2 separate regions of the Mus musculus genome follow, and region 1 is linked to region 2. The links are chromatin contacts, called in public HiChIP or PLAC-seq maps. All regions are on one chromosome and are shown on one strand. Each heading gives the region's core, a stretch centred on a gene start, on an enhancer-like site or on the middle of the called end of the contact. The rest is flanking DNA. Distances are from core to core; before and after follow the strand shown.

Region 1 (7,041 bases), core at 3,328-5,827, 190 kb before region 2:
CTCCGGTTCCTGGACATGGAAGGAACTCACAGAGAGGAAAACACAGGTCTGCTGGGGTAGTGGGTGGGGCTGCAGGGAGAACCACTAAGTCTTACATTCCTTAGTTGATAGAAAGGGTTAGTCTAGAATGTCTGTTGTTGGTAGAAGCGACTGTGCTATTTGCCACATGCCAATAGTCTTGTCCAAAGAGTTTTGTTAGTGATACCTACAGGCTTTTGCTGTTTAATATTTAACATTAGGTAGGTATCCATCAAAACCTTCACATGGGACTGCATCATGAGAATTACTGCCTTGGGATCATGGTTTGCTGTGCATGTTTTTAGGAGCTAGAACACTATATTAGTTATTATCTGCTGTATAACAAACACCACAAATTAAGTAACCTGGCCCTTGTTAGGTGTGCTGGTAGGTTGGCCTGGACTCAACTGGAATGATGTATTGTCAGTTCCTGTGACTTTTGTTTGTGCTCAGTTGTGTATTTAGGGTTCTTTCGGGGTAGCTGGGGCCTCTTTCTCCAAGGAGTCTAAAATCTATTGATAAATTACTTCATGTTTATTTACAAGATAGTATAGGAATCCCCAGTGGGGAATAAGTAAGCCTGAATATTTAAGGATATTCAATTTCTGTGTTGTATTTGCTCATATGCCATTGGCTGCATTAAGTCTTGAGGCTAAGCTAGACTCCACGTTGGTATATATGCACAGGATGTAGAGGCTTGGTTGAGGTCCATTGCTGTAGTGAATTACAAGGAGCTCACGACAGAAACCAAATCAACACTACAGTTGAAGTCTCCCTCCACTATTGTCCTCCAGAGTGAAGTTCACAGCCACTGTCTGCCTGGGCCCCTTTAGTACTGCTTCCCTTCTGCCTCAGAGATTGATAGGCATCGTTTGTCTCTAAGGGGCCACTGGAAGAATGTGCCTGGATCAACACAAATCTTGGGCTGACGGTGGAAGTAGAAGAGGAACTGAGTAGATAGCAAGTAAAGCCCACACAGAGTGTTGTGACAAAATGACATCTCAAATCCCCCGCAGTTGTCTGAGCCCGGGCTGTGTCTTCTTTCCATTCTTGAATGTATCTCAGTTCTCAAATGCCAACAAGTTCTAGATCTGCCTGTTGTTTGTTCTTCTGACAGTGAGTGGGCATTAGTGTGCAGTGCAGTCAAGTACGCAGACAACAGAATAGTGGCATACAGAGAGACCCAGGACCCCAGTGCTTCAGCTGGGTCAGCCACCTGTTAACTTTGACCTTCAGCAAAGTGGATGGATTAGATAACATCTGGTTTTATCTGACTTGCAGTGATTTAATGTTCTGTATATCGGGGGTTCTAGTGTTAAATATATCTGGTGATTAACTGTGCTAACTCATTAAAAATGTTGTCTTGGGTTATACCAAGAGAACAGAATTGAGGGAATAGCTGTGTTTGTAGGCCGATGTTTAGAAAGCCTAGGATAGGCTAGGTAGGGGAAGAAGTAAGCAGAGTGGATGGATAGTCTGTGAGACTTAGGATAAGGCTATGCCTTGGGCCAGACACCTTTATCATCCCTTCTTCTTTGACAAAGCCAGTGATGGGGTTTAGTTGATATCAAATGTGTCAGGGAAACAACTGGAGGAGATGGCTAGTTTTCTGGATGTGGTTCCCTAGTGGGAACCTGTTGCGAGGTGGCATCTTATCCAAACAGAGAGGAAGAATCAAACTGCAGCAAGAATGAAATTCTATTCTGTGAATGAAGTTTAGACCAAAAGTCTGAGATGGCTGTGTCAGGTGGAACACGTTTTCCTGCTGTGGTATCTGGGAGTCCTTCCTGTGGTGCAGGCTCTTGGCTGAGGACATCACCAAGTATGAGGTGATACTATCAGTCTGTGCGTGTGCGTGTGTTCGTATGTCCACATGTGCATATGTGTGTGTACATGTGTCTCTGTGTGTGCACATGTTCGTGTGTGTGTGTGTGTGTGTGTGTGTGTGTGTGTGTGTGTATGTGTGTATTTGAGGCTTGGCATAGAACCAGAGAGGCCCACAGTATCCTGCTCATCTTGGGTCTTCTGTCTTCTCAGGTACACAGGAAACAGGAACTGAGCTCATCTTGGCCACAATATGTCCCTCCCTACCTTTGTGTACTGTCCAATACTTGTTAAGTACTCAAGAATAATGAACAAACTAAGAAAATTTGGGCAGGAATCTAAGGATGTAACTCAGTTGCAGAGTACTTGCGTAGTGTAGGAGAGAGCCTAGAATTGGTCCCAGTAAAAGAAAGAGAATTAGAAGACATTTTGGGCAACCTGGGCATTCTAATGGGCCACAGCTGGCAAACCTAGACCTACACATGGCCCGTCTCCAACCCCCAACCCTAAAGTACTGATTTTTTGTTTGTTTGGTTGGTTGATTTGGTTTGTTTTTCGAAATGGTTTCTCTGTGTAGCCCTGGCTGTCCTGGAACTCACTCTGTAGACCAAGCTGGCCTCGAACTCAGAAATCCACCTGCCTCTACCTCCCAAGTTCTGGGATTAAAGGCGTGCGCCACCATTGCCCGGCAAGTACTGATCCTAGTGTAGCCAAGTATCTATCCTTTTGTAATTTATCTCTATTTCCCCAGAAATAAAATAGCTTTACTGAATGTTCTGATCAGTAAGTTAGTGTACAGACTTGGTTGCTCTAGGAGACAACTCAAGAGGGAAGTGATTATAGTATAACAATCCAAGGACTCAGGAGATGGAGTTAGGGAGGTCCTGAGTTTAAGTGCAACTTGGACCACTATGTAGGGAAACACAATGGAGATGTAAGTTAGACTCACTGTTTCAGAGGTTCCCATTCATGGTAGTCGTTTCTGCTGTTTCTGGGCCATGGTCAGGCAGACCATGACACCAAGGATGTGGCCTGGCAGATTTGCTTATCTTGGAGCTAAGAATGGAGGGGGTGGGCAGGGGTATCTCTTTTTAGGGTATGTCACCAATGAACTACCTTCCCCACCTTCTGAAGTTACATCACCCCTCAAAAGAATGGCAATAGCTAGGAGCCAGTTACACAATACATGAGTCTGTGTGAAGCACAGCGTGTTCAAACCTTAGCTCATGCTCGTGTAGAGTAGTCAGGTGGAGGAACACAAAACACTCTAAAACCACCCCTATTTCCATGTTGTTTTACATCACAGGAAAACTATTAATTTTTTCTTATTTTAAAATTGTAGTCAAATAATATATAGCAGAAGATCCCATAATCACTTGTGTTTATTTTGGGATGGGGGGATATTGGGTCTCAGATCTCAGCCCAAGGTGGACTGGGACTCACTGTGTTGTCAGCTTAGAAACTCGAGCCCTATATCCTCCTGTTTCTATCTTTCAAGTGTGGGGAACACAGGTGGACCCTGCCATGTCTGACCACCATGTGTATGGTTCTGTCATGTTGAGTGTACTTGCGGTATTGTTCATATGACCTCTAGAACTTTCTCACCTTTAAAACTGATGCGATCTGGTTGAGGCAGCCACCATTCTGTTTTCTATTTCCGTGTCTGACCACAGTAGGCATCTCATCCGATCATATAGTACTGACTTCTTCACGCCTGGCTGGCTTCTTACTGCCTCTGAGATCTGTACATGCTATAGCAGCTAGGTGTCAGGATTTTCTTCCCTTTCAAAGCTAATGCTCCCTTTGTATGTGTGTTCCAGTTACTCAGCGAGCAGCACTTCCTTGGACTGTTCCTGGGTACTGAGAATAGCACTATTACCAACATGGATTGTCTTAGTCACTGTTCTGTTGCTGTGAAGAGGCACCATGACCAAGGCTACTTACAGGAGAAAGTGTTTAATTGGGGGCTTGCTTACAGTTTCAGAGGGTTAGTCTATGGCCATCATGGTGGGCAGCATGGTGACATAGAGGCCCGCATGGTGCTGGGGAAGTGACTATGAGCTTAAACATCCTGATCTGCAGGCAAAGAGAGAGACAACCTGGTATGGACTACCTGTTAATAAGTTACTGTACCTTTACATACATGGTTTATGAATAAAATAGGTGGTACTTTGGAGTGTGAATATTTCCCTCAAGAGTGTGCCATGTGCATCAACATTAACGTGTGAGATGCTCTTTTATGCCCCATGTTTAATGTCCCCATATGTAGATTTAGGTTATTCTCTGTAAATTGGTATTATAACTGTGCCTCAGTAAACATGCTGAGACTTGGCACCTTTGCCTGATAATAAAAATAGTCATTTCAGTCAAATCTTGAGTTGGATTTTCTAGGAGCAGAGCCTGAGCCAGGTTTGCATGTGAGGGATTTGCTGAGGGAGTATTGGGGGTCAGGGAAGGGACTAACACAGCAGATGAAGAGAGACCAAGCAAAGAAGGCCTAAAGTTGAGCCTTGGCCTCGACTGGAGTGTAATTACACCAGCAAATCCCCCTTGGGACCAGAAGACCAGGCTTTTACACTGTCAACCATTTATCTTGGAACTCTGTGGCCTCTTGGAATCTTCAGCTGAGAGCAGTTTGTTAAAGTCGTGGCTTTGAGCAGTTAGCCCACAGGGCAGCTGAGGGGAAGATCATGGGCCCTGGCACAGAGCATATTGGCAGATGGCTGCTGCAGGTGCTGGTAACATCTGTGACCCTGACTTTAAGCTGGGTGCTATGCTAAGTCTGTAAATGAAATGCTAACAGCATGGCGGCCTAGATGCTGGTGTGTCTCCATTATGTGGATGAAATAGAAAAACTGTCTTCTCTGCATCAGGGGAACAAGTGGAGCTGAGACAGCTTTTGGTGAATTCTAAAGCCTGGGTTCATCCTTATAAGCCCTGGAATAGAATCTACATTCATTCCTGAAGCTGAGCTGGTGGGCCACTTTTTTTTCCTGTAATCTTTGCAGGGATTGAGAGCCCTCCTTGTGTTTCCTAGTCACCATTATTCTTTCAGTCATGTGGTAGACTTTCCCACAAGGGTCTGCATCGTCTGGATATCCCCACACTGGAAACGCCGCACGTGTAATCTGACATTACAGACTTTGTAATGACACCGAGTTTTACACTGAGATGACACTGAGGCATCTTGCTCGTTCGAAACAGCCAGGAATCCAAACTCAGATGCCCATGTTTACAAAATTCAGTTTTATGGTTTGGACCATGTTTCCAACCTAACTCCCGCTGTTGCTGGGAAAACTGCATAGAAAGCCATCTCCACCGCTCCTGGCTCATCTGTGGCTCCGCCCTTCCCTGCCCCGAACCAGTAAACGAAGCTTTTGAGTTCCTTTACATTAGTTAAAGCATAGATTGTGCCATGAGATGCACGCGTACGCACGAGCATGAACACACACACACACACACACACACACACACACACACACGTATATTATCAGCATCTCCTGTGTGATGGGAGAGGCTGGGGCTTAGATTTGGGGCCTCCCTGTTTCTGTCCTCTATAGGGCTGTGACGAGGTCCAGGACAGATGGAGCATGCTAGAGCACTTCCAGAAGCACAGATTTGGGGTCCTAGAATATTGATCCACAGGAGCTACAGTAATCCCAAGCCTCTCACACGGGAGAGACCTAGTGAAGTAGAATGGCCTATAAAGGGGTGACCCTGGTGGGGGACCCTCAAACCTGACTTTGTAGTTTGGGGTCTTCTGTAAAAGAAACTTTTAAACTATCCTACATAAGGGAATAATAAGCAGGGCTGGAATATTCATCTGGGACATTGCACACATGTGCTCAGTGTGTCTGCTCGGACAAGTGTGTCTGCTCACACCAGTGTGTCTGCTCACACCAGTGTGTCTGCTCAGAACAATGTGTATGCTCAGACCAGTGTGTATGCTCACAGCTAGGGAACAGGTGTCCAGGCTTCTGGGACCCATCTCAGGGCGTGCTTGTTTGTGCCTGCCCTCTGCCGTGACACCGTTGTTTTCTCTACAAGCTGAGCCCCTCTGCTTGCACCCTAGCTTCCCCTTCAGATCCCAGCTGCCTTTTGGCCTCCAGTGCTTTCTGCATGCACTTCCTCCTCAGAGTTGTAGGAGATAACTGACCTTCAGGTTTCTGGGTGTCTCTTTTTTTTTTTTTTTCCAGGCCAAGCTAGGTAGGTCACTGGTTATTTGAAACGGGTGCCTTTTGTGATCTGCTCATCGGTTCTCCCAGTTGCTGGGCAGCTTGACCATCAGTGTAGGCATGTGTGGTAAGAGGTGTGCCACCGGCCTCAGGAGAGCAGTGTGCTCGCTCACCAGGTGTCCTCAGCCCTCCTAGCAGCCCTTCCCACTGCAGACTGGAAATACTGCCATTCTTTCAGCCAGCATGGTGGGCCTGCTGAAAACAGAGCAAGGAGGTATCCTCAGCTAAGTCTAGAAGATTCACAACCATCTTAGGACGAGTAGTTCTGTCATTTATAAGCAGGAGAATAAATACAATTTCTCATTGTCCATTTGGATCTTCTAGAAGTGCTGTGGTCTTGAATACTGACAGGGTCTGGCAGTCTTTTCTCTCTTTCTCATGCCAGTGTGCTGCACCCAAGGGTTATGTGTATCGGCAAAAGGTGAGCTGGTTTTCTGCTGATCAGTGATTACTATAGGATTATTCCTAAGTGATCCTAGATGGCTTAAAAGATAGCACTCCTTAAAGGTTTGGTTGGCAGTGGGATTGGGATGGTTTGGGTAATCTCATTGTGAACATGCAGAATACATGCAGAATACATGCAAAATACATCCAAAACATGTATGTTGGGATTGAGGAGCTCGCTCAAGGGTGAGACGCTGCGTGCAGGTGTGAGAGCCATTCCCAGAACCCTCCTAAAAGCCAGATCCAGGTTTGTGGGTTTGTCATCCTGGCACAGGGAAAGCAGAAACAGGATGTTTGGGGCCTGACCAGCCCTGTTAGCCAGGTTGGAGAACTCCTTGAGGTACTGTCCCAAAAACTAGGGTGGGGACGAGCTTGAGAAAGGTCCACCTGTCTCACTTAAACACACACACACACACACACACACACACACACACACACACACCAGAATGAGGCAATGAGGCAAAAGTCAAGCAACTAGGGAGCTACAGGAAAAGCTGCAAGCAGTGTTAAGCGCGGCACC
Region 2 (7,356 bases), core at 623-3,122:
TTGGCTTGAATTTTTAACACTTTTACTGTTATTAAAAAGTCTTCCATTTTCTGCTTTTTATTTTATGTATGTGAGTGTTCGCCTGCACATATGTCTGTCTGTGCACCAGCATGTTTGTCTGGTACCCGCGGAGGCCAGAAGAGAGTGTAGATGCAGATGCTCTGGGATTGGAGCTATAGATGGTTGTGAGCAGTTATGTGGTTGCTGGGAACCGAACCTGGGTCCTCTTCAAGAACAACAACCATTTAGGCTTCTCTCCACTTTTTTATTATGATTTTCAAGTAAAGGAATATTAATAAATGCCTCCCTTGGGCACAGTTCTTATTGGTGTGTGAATTAAAAGTAGGGGGCAGAGAGATGGCTGGAGGTTTGAGAGGCCTTGATGCTCTTGTAGAGAACCCAGGCTCAGTTCCCAGCATCGTATGGATGATTATAATCATCATCAACTCCAGTTCCAGGGCATCACGAGCCCTCTTCTGATCTCCATGGTCACCGGGTACATACATACTTCACTTAACCACCCGTAGGCAAAACATTCAGATTCACAAAATAGAAGTAAATAATCTGGTTGTTTTGTTTTGTTTTTTGCTTAAGAGCCTGGAAAGCTAACATTGGGTCAGGATGTAGCTCAGTTGGTGGAGTACTTGCCCAGTCTGCACAAAGTCTTGTATTTGATATTGCATACAATGGGCTGTCGGGACACATGCCTGAATCCCAGCTGGCTTAGCGAAGGGAGCAGCAGGCGCTCACTGATTGCCGGGGTGGGCTAGCATTTGGTAATTGGCCATTAGTCATGAATGTGGTTATTATAGTCTTGGATAAAACACACATTTGTCTTTTTTTTTATTGTTTTGATGTGTTTGTGTATGCATGTGTGTGTGTGTGTGTACGCACATGTGCAGGTGCACATACATGCATACGTGTGTGTACAGGCCAGTGGTAGACATCAGATGTCTTCAGTTGCTCTCCACCTTATATTTTGAGATAGTATCTGTCCCCAAACCTGGCGCTTACCCGTTTGTTAAGACTGCTGTCCTGCAAGTTCTCAGAATCTTCTTGCTGCTGCCTCCCCCGGAACTAAAAGTGGCAGGCACATGCTGCAACATCTGGCTTTACCATGGGCCCTGGAGATTAGGTTCTCCTGCCCACATGACAAGCTTCACCAGCTGAGCTACCCCCCAACCTGAACAAAATATTTTAAATGGCTCACGTGTCTACTCACAGAGATGAACAGAGTGATCCAAAGGCAGAGGGAGTCAAGGAAGGCACAGTAAAGATAAAGAAGGCAAGCCTTTCTCCCCATCAGTGCTCCCGCAGTAGCTGTGGGCTCTCAGAATGAATCTTCATTGGTACCGATAGCCGTCTTCAACTTTTCGCAAAGGAATCCAGACACCAGTTATCAGAGCTCACACATCAGAGGTGTTTGTTTCAGGAAGCTGGTAGAAAGCTAAGATTGTGCTGCTCAGCCATGTGTCCTCCAAAATTGATTTTCTAAAGTCTGCTAAGAACAAGGGAGGCATGGAGGCGTATTTAGGCTCTTTTGGGTATCAATTCCCCCTTCCCTGCTGGTTTTTGTTTGGCATTTGTTCAGCCATGTCAAACCCCACAAGCCACAGTAATAAGGGGCTCTTGGTCTATACACATCTTGGCCTTGTGGCATAATCTGGCGTTTTAATGTCCAAGCATGTTTTTAGTGGGCCACGGGGCTACGGGGCCATGGGTTAAAGGCTCAGTGCTTGCGGTCTGTCTCTTTGTTGTGATCCTTACCTGTTTCAGGATGGCTGGCCTTTCCTCCCAGTTTATGCTGTCCTGACCTTTTGCCCAGAAGGAGCACAAGTACTCTGATGTTGGTGGGTAGGCGGGCTCAGTCTGGCCTGAGGTACCCGTAATAAGTATCATCCGGAAACTTCTTAGAAACCGAGTCCTGCCCCAACTCAGTCTTGGGAAGTCACGAGCTCTTAGGTAGAACCAGAAAGTCTGTTTTTCCCAGATGCAGGGAACTCTGAAGTTCAGGGAATTCTGAGGATCAACAGGATAGAAGATCTGTCTCATGACCACCTAAAAAGGCAAGCTAGGGCGGCCGCAGGCAGCCACTGAGTCGGAACATTTGCTTTTGTCCTTTGAGAAAAGGACCTCTGTTTGAGGACAAAGCTGGAAATGGACTCTCATTGCTTCTATTCTACGGGAGTCAGAGCATTGACTCAGCATGCCCCACCTCCCCTTTTGCTCCTTCCTTCCTCTCCCTCCCCCTCCCTCCCTCTCCCTCTCCTTCTACCCCTCCTTACCTCTCTCTTTCCCTCTCTCCCTTGTGTATGTGGTGTGTATATGTATATTTTCTTAAGCACTTACAAGACCGGAGTTTCTTGGCTGAGCCTATATTTTTTTCCTTTTGTGACTTCTCAGTTCACTGGGATGTGTTTTTTCTACCGACTTATAGACTTTAATAAAGTTGCCAGTTTATATATTTCCAAACTACTGCAAAATTTTACAATTTTATTTGTCTCTACCTTTTCTTTTGCGTTGTTTGGAGCAGCCTCTGTAGCATGCACATTTTATATTTTATGTAGATAAATGGTTGACCTTTAGTGTGCTTCAATTTTATGCTTAGGAAAGCCATCCCTGTCACTTAAAAAAGCAAACAACTATTCTACTGTAATTATTTTCTGTTTTTATTTGATACTTTTTAAAGTCTTAGGTCTTTGCCTGGAGTATGGGTAATGTGTATTTTCCTCAAATAGATAATCAACTTCCCAAGTTTTAAAAACATGTAATCAATCTTAGCCTCTTTTCCTGTTTCTACAGTAACGTCATATTCTGATCAAAGCAACTTGAGGGAGGGAGGGTTTATTTTAGCTCACAGTTCAAGACATAATCCATCTTGTCTGGGAAATTGTCTCTGCTATCTGCTTGCCGGCGCCATTTTACACAGTTCAGAATCCCCTGCCCAGGGATGGTTCCACCCACAACTAAGATGGCTCTCTCTGCATCAGCATCCTCCCCCATAGTCTCCCAGGTGACTCCAGAGTTTGTCAAGTCGACAGTTAACATTAGCTCTCCCGGAGCCTAGGAAAACGGTTGTGTAATGTGTGTTCACCAACAGCCTTCCTCTACTCACGTTAAACACCGTCCTTGTCATATCCTGAGTTCTAGACTCCACCTCACCCTCCAGAGCCATCATTTCTCCAACAATATTCTACCTTTTGTATACTTTCCTATAGGTTTAGGTGTCTGGTAGGGTTTCTTAAAAAACTGGGTTGTCTTGTGCATTTATTTTGCCAGATGGATCAGCTTTTGAAATTCCATAACAATTGATTTAAACACTGGCAGCTTGGTGGGAGAGAACCAGATACTGTGACGAATTTGAATCCAAAAGCAGACCTTAGAGCGCCCTCTATTTGTTCACTCCTCCTGAGCAAGTGATAATCTTCCCTGGAAAAATCTTACGCATATTCATTTGCTACCATTAGGTATTTAAAAATACTTTCCATTGCTAGTCTGATTGTTGCTAATAGGCATCTCATCAATTAGTGCGAGAGTAAAGGAGAGCTATGATCCTAAAGGGAAGCCAATCGTCTTGTATCCTGCTTATTTCTGATATTATTTGTGAGTTTTTGGTTGACTGCATTAGATTTTCTAGGTAGACCATCAGATCCGTATTATTTTTCTGCATGTAGCTGAAAACTAGATTCTGAACCAATTTTACTCTTTTAAACTTCCATTTTTAGAGTCTAATTTTATCTTTATTAATTACGTCCTTAAACTTTCCTTAGATGTACTCCATTCTCGTTTGTGAGTTCTGGAGTTCAGTGACAGTTCAGTAATTTGTTTGCAATTTTTAAATTACATTTATGTGTTTTTGTGTATGGATTAGGTGTGTGGGACAGTACACGACCTGCTGCCACCTGGGGAAGTTAGAGAACAATTTTCTGGGACTCAATTCTCTCCTTCTCTGGAGTTAAACTCAGGCCAGCCACGCTCAGGCAAGCACTAACAAGTGCTAGATTTACCCTAAGCGGAGCCATCTTGCCAACCCCGCCATGTTATTTGCTGAATGTCTCAAGTTTCGACTGGATTCTCCTTTGACGGTACACCATGGAGTTTATTACACAGTGTCCTCATTTCTGTTCACCTCTGTGTCTGTCTTCAGCCATTCATAGATTTCCTTTTTAACATTTCCAGCATAAATAGTATCTCGCTAGAATTTTCTTCCTGAAATGGATTCTTTTCACTCCCCAGTGAATCGAGTGACACTTGCTTCGATTGTTGAATATCTAGTTCATTCATTTTAGCTGCCTTATAACAGGTCATTTGCAGGAATATGTTCAATGCCTCTATCCCTCCCGTTGATAGATATTGAAATTGTAAATTCTCTTGCTATCAGCAGCTGTACCGCAGAGAATACAGTGTGCACGTGTTTCTTTCTGGCCATGATACTTCAATAAAAATTAGAGAGAGCCTACTGGGCTGGCAGCTTGGGAACACAGTGGCTCTAAAGTACCGATTGCTCGGCGGCATTGTGTTTTTAAGAGACATTTATGAATGATGTGCTGTGTGGCAATTTATTTCAATGGTCTGGTGCTTTCCAACTCCAGCTGCCCATTAGAATTGTCTGGGGATGTGTTTTTTAAAAATACTGTTCTCCAGATCTGCTTCACAACAGCTAAATCAGGATCGCCGGAGCTGGGTTCAGCCCCAGTATCTTTACAAATCTCTTCAATGCTTCAAAACTGTGGTGTTCTTTGGAAACTACAGGACTTGAAGTGGAGTCATTTTCACCACCTCTGCTCTGTCCAGATTTGCAAAGGGATTTTGGACTGGGCGTGGTAGTAGGTCAGTTTGGATCCACTACATTATTTGTAATACTAAAAATACAATTTAGACAAAAATTATTTTTTTAAACTAGGCTGGAGAGATGGCTTAGCAGTCAAGAGCACACATTACAGAGGTCTGGGCCCGATACCCATGTCTCAGATCTTTTATGGGGGAGAATCTGTATTTCATTTATCAAGCCAATCTTGCTTCAGAAAAGCTGGCTGCTCGTAGAACAGAAAAGGGAAAAAGAATCTACTTTATTGCTTAAAGGAACAAGGGATGTAGGGCACTTATCAAAACTCTGCTGGATAAAGTGTCTTAATACGTTCATTTAAAAGAATAGGTGGACTTTAAACAAATATTAGGCCACATTAACTTGCCAAGAGGGCAGAAAGGACTCATGACCTTCTTGGATTGATGATGTTATCTTTGCTGCTTCAATTAACATGCCAAGTGTGGGAGAGCTCGCAGTGGAATTCCAGCCACCCTTAGCAGAAAGGCTGCTGCCAGGCCGGGAGCAGCCGGCAGTAGATGTGATCGCAGGCGAGCTGTCTTAGAGTAATGGCTTTATGCCCTGTTGTTCTTCTTCAGTAGCAGTGGTGTTGGCTACAGGTAGATGCCTATCGCTGCTGTTATGGGGTGCAGGGGAGGTTGGCAAAACTGTATTCTGCCAACTTGCAATGGGATGGAGTGTCCCTGTCCTAAGGCAGCTTCCTGTCACCCTCCTGTTTACTTACTGGGGTTACAGTGTTTTAAACAGCCCCACCCCCCCCACCCCACCCCCACTGCTACCTCTCATCCATGTCTGACTCTCTGGCAATCTGAAATTCATCTGCAACTGCTAACTAAAGCCTAGCCCTATGGGACTTGGTCTTGCATCTGTGCATTTACATCGCAGCTCCTCTTTAGTTGGTTCGGTAGGCTGATGAACCACACCCAAGATATCAAATATTTGTCCCTGGAACCTGAATGTGGTGTCTTCATAGGACTTTAGAAGAATAAAGAAAAAGAGTATGATAGAATCTCAGTGAGGTTCCTCGAATTTCTCTGATGGCCGGTGTGATCTATATAGTCACATAAAATCATTCATACATATGTGAAAGGAAAGCAGTGAAATTGTGTCGAGGAACAAAGGAGACAAACAGGAGACTGGAAGGGTGAGAAGCGGGGGGTCAGGAGAAATGGGCTGGAGCAGGGAAAATGTTCAATGTACAACAGAGACTCCTATGAAAAGTTATATAAATGAGTCAGGGACCCAGGAACGCGGCTGAATTGTTCAGGGCTTGCTGTGCAGGCATGAGGACCTGAGTTCAGATCTCGAGCACCTGTGTAAAAAGCTGTTGCTGCTGAGACAGGTGGATTCCTGGAGTTCTGTGGCCTGCCACTCTAGATGGAGAGGTGAGCTCTGGGTTCTCACCTGTCTCAAAGAATAAGGTGCGGAGAGATAGAGGAAGATAGCTGATGTTGACTTCTGGCCTCTAGCACATACATGTACCTGCATGCATTCATGTACATGCAGATGTACATGTATCTATCACGTATGTGTATACTGTATGTATGTATGTATGTGTAGGTGCATGTATATGTATGTGTGTGTATGTATATATGTGTGTATATGCATATAATATATATGTGTATGTATGTGTATGTGCTTGTATATGTGTATGTGTATGTGTATGTGTATGTGTATATGTATATGTATATACCATTTTGGAGGTGAGGAGATTGCCAAGCAGATCTTCAAGGAACACTCTAACTGTCATGGTTACTACTGTAAGAGGGAGGCATCAGAGAGTGCTAGCCATCTGAGAGAAGGTAGCATGACCATGAGGCAGAGCTTGGGATGCCTCAGATCAAAACACGATACCCCAACTTTTCTAACCCCTTTCTTCCCAGTGCTTTTCTGGCCATAAAGAGATTCTGGTCTGTAGTGGTAAGCCATTGTGCTGGTTGATTTTTGTCAACTTGAAGCAAGCCAGGAAGAGAGAATCTTAAATGAGAAAATGCCTCCATAAGACTGGCCTATAGATGAGTCTGTAGGCCATTTTCTTGATAAATGATTAATGTGGGAGGGCCCATACCACTGTGGGTGATGCCATCCCTGAGCAGGTGGTTCTGATGTGTATAAGAAGGCAGGCTGAGAAAACCAGAAGCAGGATTCCTGTATGGCATCTGCTTCAGTTTCTACCTCCAGGTTCCTGCCTTGTGTTCCTGCCCCAACTTCCTTTCATGATGGATTGGGATGTGAAACTGCATGCTGAAATAAATTCTTTCCTCTCAAAGTTGGTCATGGTGTTTTATCACAACAATCGAAACCATAACTGAGACAGTTATAGACTCTCATTCCAGAGGGGTTGTGCCTCATTGAGGAGGAAGAAGCCCTGTCAGAGAGAAGACAAAAGAATCAGAGAGATAGGACCTTCTGGGCTTCCCTTTTCAAATTTTTACCATTACGGCATACCCTTCTTGTCCAATCATGTTTCTCTATACAGTGGTCCCTCTTTTTATATTTTCTAACCTAAACATATCCTGTTCGCTAAACCC

What was found. HiChIP or PLAC-seq counts read pairs in DNA pulled down with a chosen protein or histone mark.
Region 1: an H3K27ac HiChIP or PLAC-seq map of large pre-B cells shows a contact between it and region 2, with 4 times the contacts expected there. The contact joins two enhancer-like sites. A contact is called at or near these places in 3 of 484 Hi-C or Micro-C datasets (3T3-L1-derived adipocytes, Sertoli cells and cortical neurons) and 2 of 115 datasets of contacts at active chromatin or transcription factors (large pre-B cells and oligodendrocyte precursor cells).

Annotation. Positions count from the first base shown.
Region 1 is chr12:99,309,012-99,316,052 of GRCm38.p6, reverse strand. The region is part of intron 3 of Foxn3 (forkhead box N3); the gene reads left to right. It overlaps Gm46371 (a long non-coding RNA gene), which reads left to right. Exons shown (of 2, transcript XR_001780668.2): 1 at 1-4,574; 2 at 6,039-6,961. Among named protein-coding and RNA genes, the nearest start is that of Gm46371, 18 kb to the left of the region's middle. Within about 2 kb of position 4,577, at least 26 of the 459 cell types and tissues checked have an H3K27ac peak or open chromatin away from gene starts, as enhancers often do.
Region 2 is chr12:99,114,612-99,121,967 of GRCm38.p6, reverse strand. No RefSeq gene overlaps it. Among named protein-coding and RNA genes, the nearest start is that of 4930474N09Rik, 45 kb to the left of the region's middle. Within about 2 kb of position 1,872, at least 8 of the 459 cell types and tissues checked have an H3K27ac peak or open chromatin away from gene starts, as enhancers often do.